Regions from separate parts of the Bos taurus genome. Here region 2 is linked to region 1. The links are chromatin contacts, called in public Hi-C maps. All regions are on one chromosome and are shown on one strand. The core of a region is the stretch at or near the end of the contact, and the rest is flanking DNA. Distances in the headings are between cores, read along the strand shown.

Region 1 (4,834 bases), core at 108-2,607:
CCCTCCTCTCAGGCCTGCTCACCTTGAAACTGTTCTGTTAGCCAGTCGCCCCTCGGGCATGCACAGATACCTCATCCGCCCGCCGCCCCGTCCCTCCCTGCCCCCACCGCCGCAGTGGGGGGCCTCAGAATCTAGTGCCGAATGACTATGTCCAGATTGGTGACGATGGGTGTTGTTGCTGTTGTTTTTGTCGTTGTTCGTGAACGCTGTGATGCTGTGTGCCCGAGAGGGCAGCCGCCACCCAGCCCTTCCTTGGGCCTCTCCCCTCTGAGCGCTGTGGGGACCACATCTGTCCTCACCCCATGGGACTGCCTGCCCCTCCCCTCCCTAGCCCTTCCAGCCTGGGGGACGCACGTGTGTGCACGCGCGTGCGCACACACACACACACACACACACACACACACATCTTACCTCTCATGCGTGTTTTACTTTTTGATGTTCAGAGTGGCTCACTGGCTGGGAGTCTTTACCTCGGGGAGAGCGGGAGGTTGGTTCCTAGGGGGGCCAAAGAAGGGCAGGGAATTCCTGGAGGGGAATTAGGGGGTCACCATAACCCCTGCCCTCTCCAGGAACAGCTTCTTCTCCCCACCCCAGAGTCCCACCCCCACCCCCCACCCCCACGAAGAGGTGGCCCTTGTTTACAGTGAGGACTCGGTCACTGTGTCTCCGTTTCCTGAAATATAAATTGTAGCGACCCCAGACTGTAGAGATTTTTATGTGTTTGGATACATCTGCTGTGTGGGAAAAAAAAAAACAAAACAAAAAACTACAAAAACCCTAATTTTGTACATATTGTATTTTTACTATGGAACTGTATTCTAGTGGCTGTTCATGCTCCAAGACATTAGGTATTGAGACATGAATACTATCCATGTAATAAGCACTTGCCTGGAATAAAATATAAAATTGAAATAAACCTGCACTGAAACCCGAGACGGAGCTGCCACCTGCAGCATCTGGGTCGTTCTGTTGCAAAAGGAGGCAGAGACCTTGAGGGAAAGAGCCCCAGCAAGAAGCGGCGGCATCTTTTTCCTGTAGAGGGGTTGGGGTCTGGTAGATTCCAGGCTGGTGGGTTTTGCAAAGACAAGGGACCTTCCGTTCTAATCCCTGAGGCTCCATCCCCAACAGGCTCTGAGACCTGCAGCGCTGGTCTTCCTCATACTTGTGCAGTACGTTATACTTCCTCAAACCATTTTTCACAAACACTATCTTGTTTCATCTCTTAACAGCTCGGTGAAGTAAACAGACCAACAGCTAGCAGATAAGGAAACAGGTTTGAGGGTGGCTGAGTGCCTTGTTAAGGTCACGTGACCAGCCAGGGCCTGTCTGGAGCGGCAGTCCTATGTCAGCTGGTGCAGAGCTGTCCCCAAGCACGTGCCACCCTGCCCCTGGGCCTGTCCCTGTCCCGGAGCTGGGGAATCCCACGCTCCAGAAAGTTCCAGCACAAAAGCTGGAGGGTCTGTGCACAGGAGGGCCTGATGCTTCCTGAGAGGGGGCTGCACTCTTGGGGTTGTAGTTAGAACAGGTCTTGGGGGAGGCAGTGTGTGTGCAATCTATAAGGCTGTCCTTACAGGGTAAGGAACAAGAAGAGGAAGTAGGTCGGGGTCAAAGATCCATGTTCTAAGCTGGGCCTTGAAGACCTTTGACCCTATAACATCTTTTCTCCCCAGTGTAGAAAGAAGTCAGCCATTTGGCCGGCTGGCAGGTGGGGAGGTAAGGGAGAGTAAGGTCAGGGAGCAGTCAGCTGGGCCAAGCCATAGGCCAGCCATGTCCACTCTCTCTGAAACTGCAGCCCAGGGAACTGACTCCGCTTCTCTTCCTGGGGTGGGTCTGTCTGAGGTGTGTGGGGGCGTTATCTTGGGGAAGGGCCTGGTGGCCATCAATCACTTGAGGTCCCCTTCTCTGAAGACCTAATCTCAGGAAAGGCCAGGCCCAGTGCCCCTCCCTACTGCTTAACAAGCTTGCCTGCTCATTTCATTTGTGAAACGTTGGTTCCCTCTGCTGGTAGCTTCAGGAAGTGTTCGGTCACTTGCACTTGAGGGAAGGCCCAGGGTTAGGGAATCCTAACACACCTCAGTGTCAGATGCTGTGCCCAGCACTCGGGTCAGAGATGAAGACTCTGCCCCTGGCAGTGATGACCCAGTATCCTCAGGGCTAGAGTACCCTGCTCATGCTTCCTGCTCCTCCCTTCCCCACACTGAGCCCTCAGCTGACCCATCGTTTTGGCTGTGTGGTTCCCTCTGGCCCTAAAAGCCCAGCCAGGGGTCTGGGAGTGCCAGCACTTCTGGGTGGAGCAGAGAAGGGGTGGGAGTGTGTGAAGGAACCAACCACTTCCAGGCTAGTTCTCAGGGGTCTTTGGTGAGCTTTCAGGTGGTGTCAACAGCAGAGGGAATTTTTTCTTTATTTTTAGAGGAGTTATCTACAATGCTGTGTTTCTGGTATACAGAAAAGCAATTCGGATATAGATATGTACACACACACATACTTTTCATATTCTTTTTCATTATGATTTATTACAGGATATTGACTATAGTCCTCTATTTTATATATAGAATTTGTATCTGCTAATCCCAAACTAGTCTGTCCATCCCCTGTGCCCTTTCCCCTTTGGTAACTTAGTTTGGTGTCTGTGTCTGTGAGTCTGTCTTGGTTTTGCACATAAGTTCATTTGTATAGTATTTTAAGTTCCGTGTATAAGTGGTAGCATATGTTATTCATCTTTCTCTGACTTCAATTAGTATGATAATCTCTAGGTAAATGCATGCTGCTGCAAACGGCATTATTTTCTATGGCTGAGTAGTACATCGTGTGTGTGCACCACATCTTCTTTATCCACTCATCTGCTGATGGACCTTTAGGTTGCTTCCATGTCTTGCCTGTTGTGAATAGCGCTGCTGGGAACATAGGGGTGCCTGTATCTTTTCAATTAGAGGTTTTTCTGGATATGTGCCCAGAAGTGAGATTGCTGGATCATATGGCAACTCCACTTTTATCCAGAATCTGGATACTGTTTTACTCAGTGGCAGCACTATGAAGAACTATGATTACATTCCCACCAACAGTGTAGGAGGGTTCCCCTTTCTCCATACCCTCCCCAGCATATTATTTGTAGACTTTTTTTTTTTAAATTATTTTTCTGGCTGTGCTTCACTGCTACGTGCAGGCTTTGTCTAGTTGCAGAGAGCAAGGGCTGCTGTACGTTGCAGTGTTCTGTAGTTGGTACTCGTGGGCTTAGTTGCTCCTCAGGATGTGGGATCTTCCCAGACCAGGAAATGAGCCCATGTCCCCTGAATTGGCAAGTGGATTCTTAACTACTGGACCACCAGGGAAGTCCTATTTGTAGACTTTTTAATGATGACCATTCTGCCCAGTATGAGGCCTCACTGCAGTTTTGATTAGCTTTTCTTTGATAATTAATGATGTTAAGTATCTTTTCATGTGCCTATTGGCCATCATCTGTATGTCTCCTTGGAGAAATGTCTATTTAGGTCTTTTGCCCCTTTTTCAATTGGGTTGGCTTTTTTTGTTTTTTCACTTATGTGATCTGTTTGTATATTTTGGAGATTAAGCTCTTACTCGTTGCATCATTTGCATATATTTTCATTTTTTTATAGTTTCCTTTGCTGTATAAAAGCTTATAAGTTTGATTGAGTCCTATTTGTTGATTTTGCTTTTATTTCTATTGCCTTGGGAGACTGACCTAAGAAAACATTGGTATGATTTGTGTCAGAGAATATTTTGCTTATGGTCTCTTATTGGAGTTTTATGGTGTCATGTTTTATATTTAAGTCTTTAAGCCATCTGGAGTTTATTTTTGTGTAAAGTGTAAGGGAGTGTTCTAACTTCTTTGATTCACATGCGCTGTCTTGCTTTCCCAAAACCACTTGCTGAAGAAACTGTCTTTTCTCCATTCGCTTGCCTCCTTTATTGAAGATTAATTGACCATAGGTGTGTGGGTTTATTTCTGGGTTCTCTGTTCTGTTCCATTTATCTACATATCTGTTTTTGTGCCAATACCAGGCTATTTTGATTTATTGTAGCTTTGTAGTCTGACGTCTGTAGTCTGAAATCTGGGAGGGCAATGCCTCCAGCTCTGTTCTTGTTTTCTCATTGCTGTGGCAATGCTGGAATTGCTTTGGCAATTCTGGGTTATGGATCCATATAAATTTTAGGATTATTTATCCTAGTTCTGTGAAAAATGTCCTGGGACACTTGATAGCGAGTCCCATTAAACCTATAGATTGCTTTGGCTAGTATGGCCATTTCAACAATATTAATTCTTCCAATCCAAGAACGTGGGGTATCTTTCCGTTTCTTTGACTCATCTTCAGTTTCCTTTATCAATGTTTTGTAGTTCTCAGCATATAAGTCTTCCACCTCCTTGGTAAGATTTATTCCTAGGTTTTTTTTTTTTTTTGGATGCAATTTTAAAAGGATTTTTTTTTCCCCTGGTATTTCATTGTTAGTGTAAAGAAATGCAACAGCTTTCTGTATGTTAATCTTGTGCTCTGCAACCCTGCTGAATGTATCAGGAATTTTTGTGTGGAGTCTTTAGGATTCTCTTTATATAGTTACCATGTTATCTGCATATAATGACAATTTTACCTCTTCCTTTCCAATGTGGATGTGTTTTAAATTTCTTCTGATTGCTGTGGCCAGGACTTCCAATACTCTGTTGAATAGAACAGGTGAGAGTGGGCATCCTTTTTCCAGATTTTAGAGGGAAAGCTTTAGCTTTTCACCATTGAGAATTATGTTTGCTATTGCTTAGTCAAAAATAGCTTTTATTATGTTGAGATATATTCCCTCTATGGGCTTCCCTGGTGGCTCAACT
Region 2 (4,834 bases), core at 415-2,914, 39 kb before region 1:
CCTAGGGTTCCTGTGGATGTAGAAATTGCCATTTGGGATTGCGGGCTTTTGATGTGTAAAACTCAAGAGATCATTCGAGTAAAGGGTCCTGTCTTGACTTTCAGATGAGCGCTGGAATATTGATGAGTTTTGAAGCTGGGTGATATAGTTCATTATCCTATTTTGTCTCCTTTGCATGTGCTTGACCGTGAACATTCTTCTGTAATTTTATGATCCACAAAATTCTCATTGTCCTCTGTGGTTGCTGCTATATGCAAAAGAAAAATGTTTTTGAACTGGTTAGCCGGAATAATTTTTCTAGGCTACGTAAGAGGTGGTAACAGAATAGCGTCTGTTTGTTCTCACTTTTCCCCTGCAAGAAGGATTGACTTCTGGTTGCCTGGAGCGGTCTGCCTTACCGTTCATGTACTCGTTGCTCAGCTTGAGCTGCCCCTGCCCACAGTATTTATGGAGGCCTCATACCTGGGCTTGTTCACCGTCTCCAGTCCCCTGTCTACACCATAGGCTTGTCCTGGGTGCTCCTCTCCCAAGGTCTTGGCCACGCTTTGTCTCCAGAGTCTCTCTTAAGTGTTGCTGTAACTGTGAGCCTCTTTCCTTCTCCTGTAGGGCAGAGGAGTAGAGATGTGCGGAAGTATGAGGGGACCGTTTGCAGGTATTTCTGAATACATGAGCTCAGATTTGAAACTGAGCCTTCCTTTCCTGTACTCTGCAGCTAGGTGTGCTGCTGGATTGAAATAAGTTGTCCCAGTCAAGTCTGAATGGCCTGTGTGATGGAAGCCCAGACTTGCCTCTGTGCCATGCAGTAGGGTGTCCAGAGGTTAGTGTTTGAAATACTCACTGATTACCAAAGATGGTTGTGCTTTTTTTGACCTCCCTGAGGGATTATCCTTTCTGTCATCCTCTAAATAAGAATACCAGGGTTTTCCCAACAAATGGTTAAAATTGTTAGCAATGCCTCAGCTTATCCCTATGCAGACGCTAACAGCTGCAGGAAAATGGAGCTGCACCTGTTTCCGAGTGCTTTCTGTTGAACCTGCTTTCCGCACTTGTTGGCACCACAGGCAGAAGAGCTGATAATGAGCTCTGGCACCCTCCAGGCCATCTCAGGGACCAGCGACACCCTTGCCCTCTTGGATTAACAGCTATTTCAGATCAGAGTATCAAAGAGCACTGTGTTTCTGTGGTAGTAAAACCAGCTTACTTTGAAAGGGAATCAGCTAAGCCTTCCTCCCTCCCTCCCTGTCTTTTAGGTCATCCTTGAGGCCTGTTCATAGCTTCAGCCATGAAAGACTGCCTCTTGCTTAAGGGCCCCAGGCTTCTGCCACGCCAGAGTACTCATCCCTCCACACCACTGCCCCCAACCCAAAGCTGTTAATAATGCATCCCCAAGTGTTCCATTAGGTGCACTTAAACTGCTACAGGGAAAACGGCAATTTCTGATTTGTGGTAACCCAGCAACAGTTTCTTAGCACTGGTGCCCTCGATCAGCAGCTGCTTTCCCAGGGGTCCCAGGGCACTCGGGAGGGCTTCAGTGGGCTGCCCTCTTGGTTCTCCTTCTCGCTACTTGGACCTCTCCCTACTCCCTGCTTTTTGAAGTGGTCACCTCATTCTCTCTTCTTGCTCCTGCGGGCTATGGCGGGGAGGGAGGAGCATGCTGCTTTAGGTGAGGAGAGGAAGCCAAGGACTGGAGCTGGTTAAGCAGAAACATTGACCTACTTCCCCGCCCCACCCCCATTCCCGCCTTTTTAGGGTAAATGTGCAAGTTACTATGGCAACTTCTGTTTTCACTTATCTCAGGCCTACTGGCTTGCTTCTGTTGGTGCTGAATGCTGAAAAATTCTAATTTGCTGCTGATTCAAGTGCCCACACTAAGCCCATTCCTCTTGTCTGGATTTATTTTAACAGCCAAAAGACGAGTCCTAGTGTTGATAAAATTGTGTCTGTTCATTTCCGACTGATGACAAATATAAGGAAGCATATCATAAGGACTGTTCCTTACAGAATTTTAACAAGCCGCTTAGAATGCCTCTTTGTCCGAACTTCTCGCATTGCTCAAGGCATTATTTTAGCTTTGCTTTGCTTTCAGGTGTTTGACACTTGTTAAAAGAAAAAGGGGAAATAATGTGACTCTAATAAATGGTATGTACTCTTGGTCTGAGCATTGCCCAGGAACTCTGGTTTTAAAAAATGAGCCCCCTCTGTTCAACACATTTCCTCTGAGCCTGGGTCTTTCTTGTCCAGGGAGTCATAACTAGAGGGCTTTCTGGAGAACAGATGGACGGAAGGGGTCAAATTAATTAGGTAGCCTTGTTAGTGTCAGAATGGGGTTCTTCTGACAGTGTTCCACTTCCTAGTCCACATGTACTCAAACTAATTCCAGATAGAGGAGGGATTCCGTGTAGGTGCTCAGGGGATGACACTTGGAGACAGGTATCAGGGTGGTACTTCAGGGCTCTCTCTCATTTTAGAGATCTCATCAGCAGATCTCTGGTCTGCTTTCGTCAGTATTATGTGTTGATTTTATTTATTGAGAGGATCCTCCTGTTAAGACATGGTTAGAGGGGATTCTCTGGCAGTCCAATGTTTAGGACTCTGCGTTTTCACTGCTAAGGGTGCCGGTTCAGTCCCCTGTTGGGGAACTAAGATCCCATAAGCTGCTCAGTGTGGCAAAGGGCAGGGGGAGGAAGGACATGGTTTGAAAACCAGTACTGTACCAGACTATAAATTATGCTCTAAAACAGATGTGATGGTTAGGGATCTGAGCTATTTAGCAAAACCAAAGTTAAGGTTCCTTCTCTTGTTACTTTTCTTATTGTGACGTTCATTGTGATAATACCAAAGAAATAAGATAGCATTTCCTATCGCTTACAATGATTAGCTTTACGAAAGAGAAGTATGGATACGAAAGTGCATATGAGTGAGTACTGAAATGAATGGTAGGAACCAGAATGGTGGAGAATTAGGCCATTCAGAAAAGAAAATAGTTCAGTCTGGGAGGACTTCATGGAGGAGGAATTGTCAATATCTGACTCATAGTTGGTGCATAGAGTATTTGTTGAGTGTTAAAAGGAATATGATGTAGAACTTCTACTAAGGAACAGCATTGCAAGCATAATGTTAATCGGTATAGTAGATTTCAAGCACCAGAGATAGTCTTTGTTGTGATGTGAATGCTTCACACACATTATGTTATTTTATTCAAACCTGACAATAATCAAGTGGGTGGTATTATCCCCACTTTTTAGATGACGAAATTGGAGACTAAAAAATCAGGTTGAAGCCTTGCTTAGTCTGATTTCACAGCCTAAGCTCTAAGTCACTGTGCTGCCCAAGGACTGCCCTTGGTTCCATTCTAACCAGGTATTACCTACTCAGCAGCCACCTTTCATGTAATGGTCACCTGGGTTCATCCTGAGCTCGCCTTTCAAAGAAAGGATGGCTCCTCAGTGGCTCCTTGTTCCTCCCAAATCTGTTTTTGATTTCCCTTCCATCCTAATCACTCCCTGTTTTCCTGATTGTGCTGCCTTCTACGGCATTAGAAGTTACACAGTCTTCTTATGATGCCAGGGTCATTGCTGACTGTCATTACAGCCTTTGGTCACAGCCCTTTCTGTGTCTGATCCTTTCTGTGGACTTCCCTTCACTGCAGCCCAGCTCAGTTCTAACTTCTGCATAAAGCCTTCTTAACCAATTCCTTCTTAACCATGCAGCCTATAGAAATCTCTCTGGACCTATCTTTATATATATTTATTTGTCTGTGCTGGTCTTAATTTCAGTATGCAGGATCTTTAGTTGCAGCTTTCAGGCTCTTAGTTGCTGCGTGTGGGATCTAGTTCCCTGACCAGTGATCGAACCGTGGCCCCCTGCATTGGCAGCACAGAGCTTTAGCTGCTGGACCACCAGGGACGCCCCTGGATTTATCTCTTTCAGTCATTTGTATTCTGCATGAACTTACTTCTGACATAGTTTGTTCTGTTATTTTGTTTAACAGTGGCATGGTGGATTACCCTAAAACTATTGCCGAGTGTATAGAAACTGTCTAGGTTGAGCAGGTTACTTCTCTAAGTTTTTGTTTCTTCATCTGTAAGCTGGGGGTTACTGATAGTACCCACCACTTCAGGTTTTGAGAATTAAATGTATATAACACAGTGCCTGATACATATAGTAGGTGCTCAGTAAAATGTATTGTGTTATCATTCCCCACCGTTCCCTCTCACCACCTCTGTCTGATGTCCCAGTGATGTTGAGCTGCCCTGATGATTCTAAAGCAAATCTTAGAGTGTATTATTTCATCTATAACTATTTTCATATTTATTTACAAAAGGTGTTTCATTTTACTTTGTGTTTTTAGGGATTGCCTTTTTTGTATGTGCTATTTAGTTTTGTTTGGTAATTGTAAAAGATACTCATACGTGGTTTCAAAATCAAATCTCAAAAAGGATACTATTAGAAGTCTAGCTTCATTCTCTTGTCTCTTTCACCCCAATCAATTCCTGTTCTCCTTGGGTTACTATTTAAACGATTTTCTAATTTATCCTCCCATTGTTTTTAGTGGGGTTGGTTGTTTTAATACAAGAAAATACACAGTTATAGCCACCTACTTTCTTAGATAGGTAGTAGCATTCTACATAAACTTTTTCCCCCTTTTTACTTTGTATTGTTTTTCCATATATCTAGGAATGATTACAGGACGTTTTAAAAACAGCAACCAGTCAGATTAGATAACAATAGAAATGCCACTGGCTGTTAATAAAGAAGCCACACTTTTAGAGAGCAAAATACTTAGTCCACTTCATGGCATCAGAGCTGATACATATATGAAAAAGGCAAGATG

The links. Hi-C and Micro-C count contacts between places; a contact is called where the count stands out from the background.
Region 2: a Hi-C map of skeletal muscle shows a contact between it and region 1, with 3 times the contacts expected there. The contact joins two enhancer-like sites. A contact is called at or near these places in 5 of 11 Hi-C or Micro-C datasets (blood, liver, skeletal muscle and 2 more).

The regions. Positions count from the first base shown.
Region 1 is chr19:23,346,979-23,351,812 of ARS-UCD2.0, reverse strand. MNT (MAX network transcriptional repressor) reads left to right here. Exons shown (of 6, transcript NM_001206899.2): 6 at 1-952. Among named protein-coding and RNA genes, the nearest start is that of MNT, 17 kb to the left of the region's middle. Within about 2 kb of position 1,357, at least 57 of the 102 cell types and tissues checked have an H3K27ac peak or open chromatin away from gene starts, as enhancers often do.
Region 2 is chr19:23,385,936-23,390,769 of ARS-UCD2.0, reverse strand. The region is part of intron 8 of METTL16 (methyltransferase 16, N6-methyladenosine); the gene reads left to right. Among named protein-coding and RNA genes, the nearest start is that of MIR12041, 11 kb to the right of the region's middle. Within about 2 kb of position 1,664, at least 8 of the 102 cell types and tissues checked have an H3K27ac peak or open chromatin away from gene starts, as enhancers often do.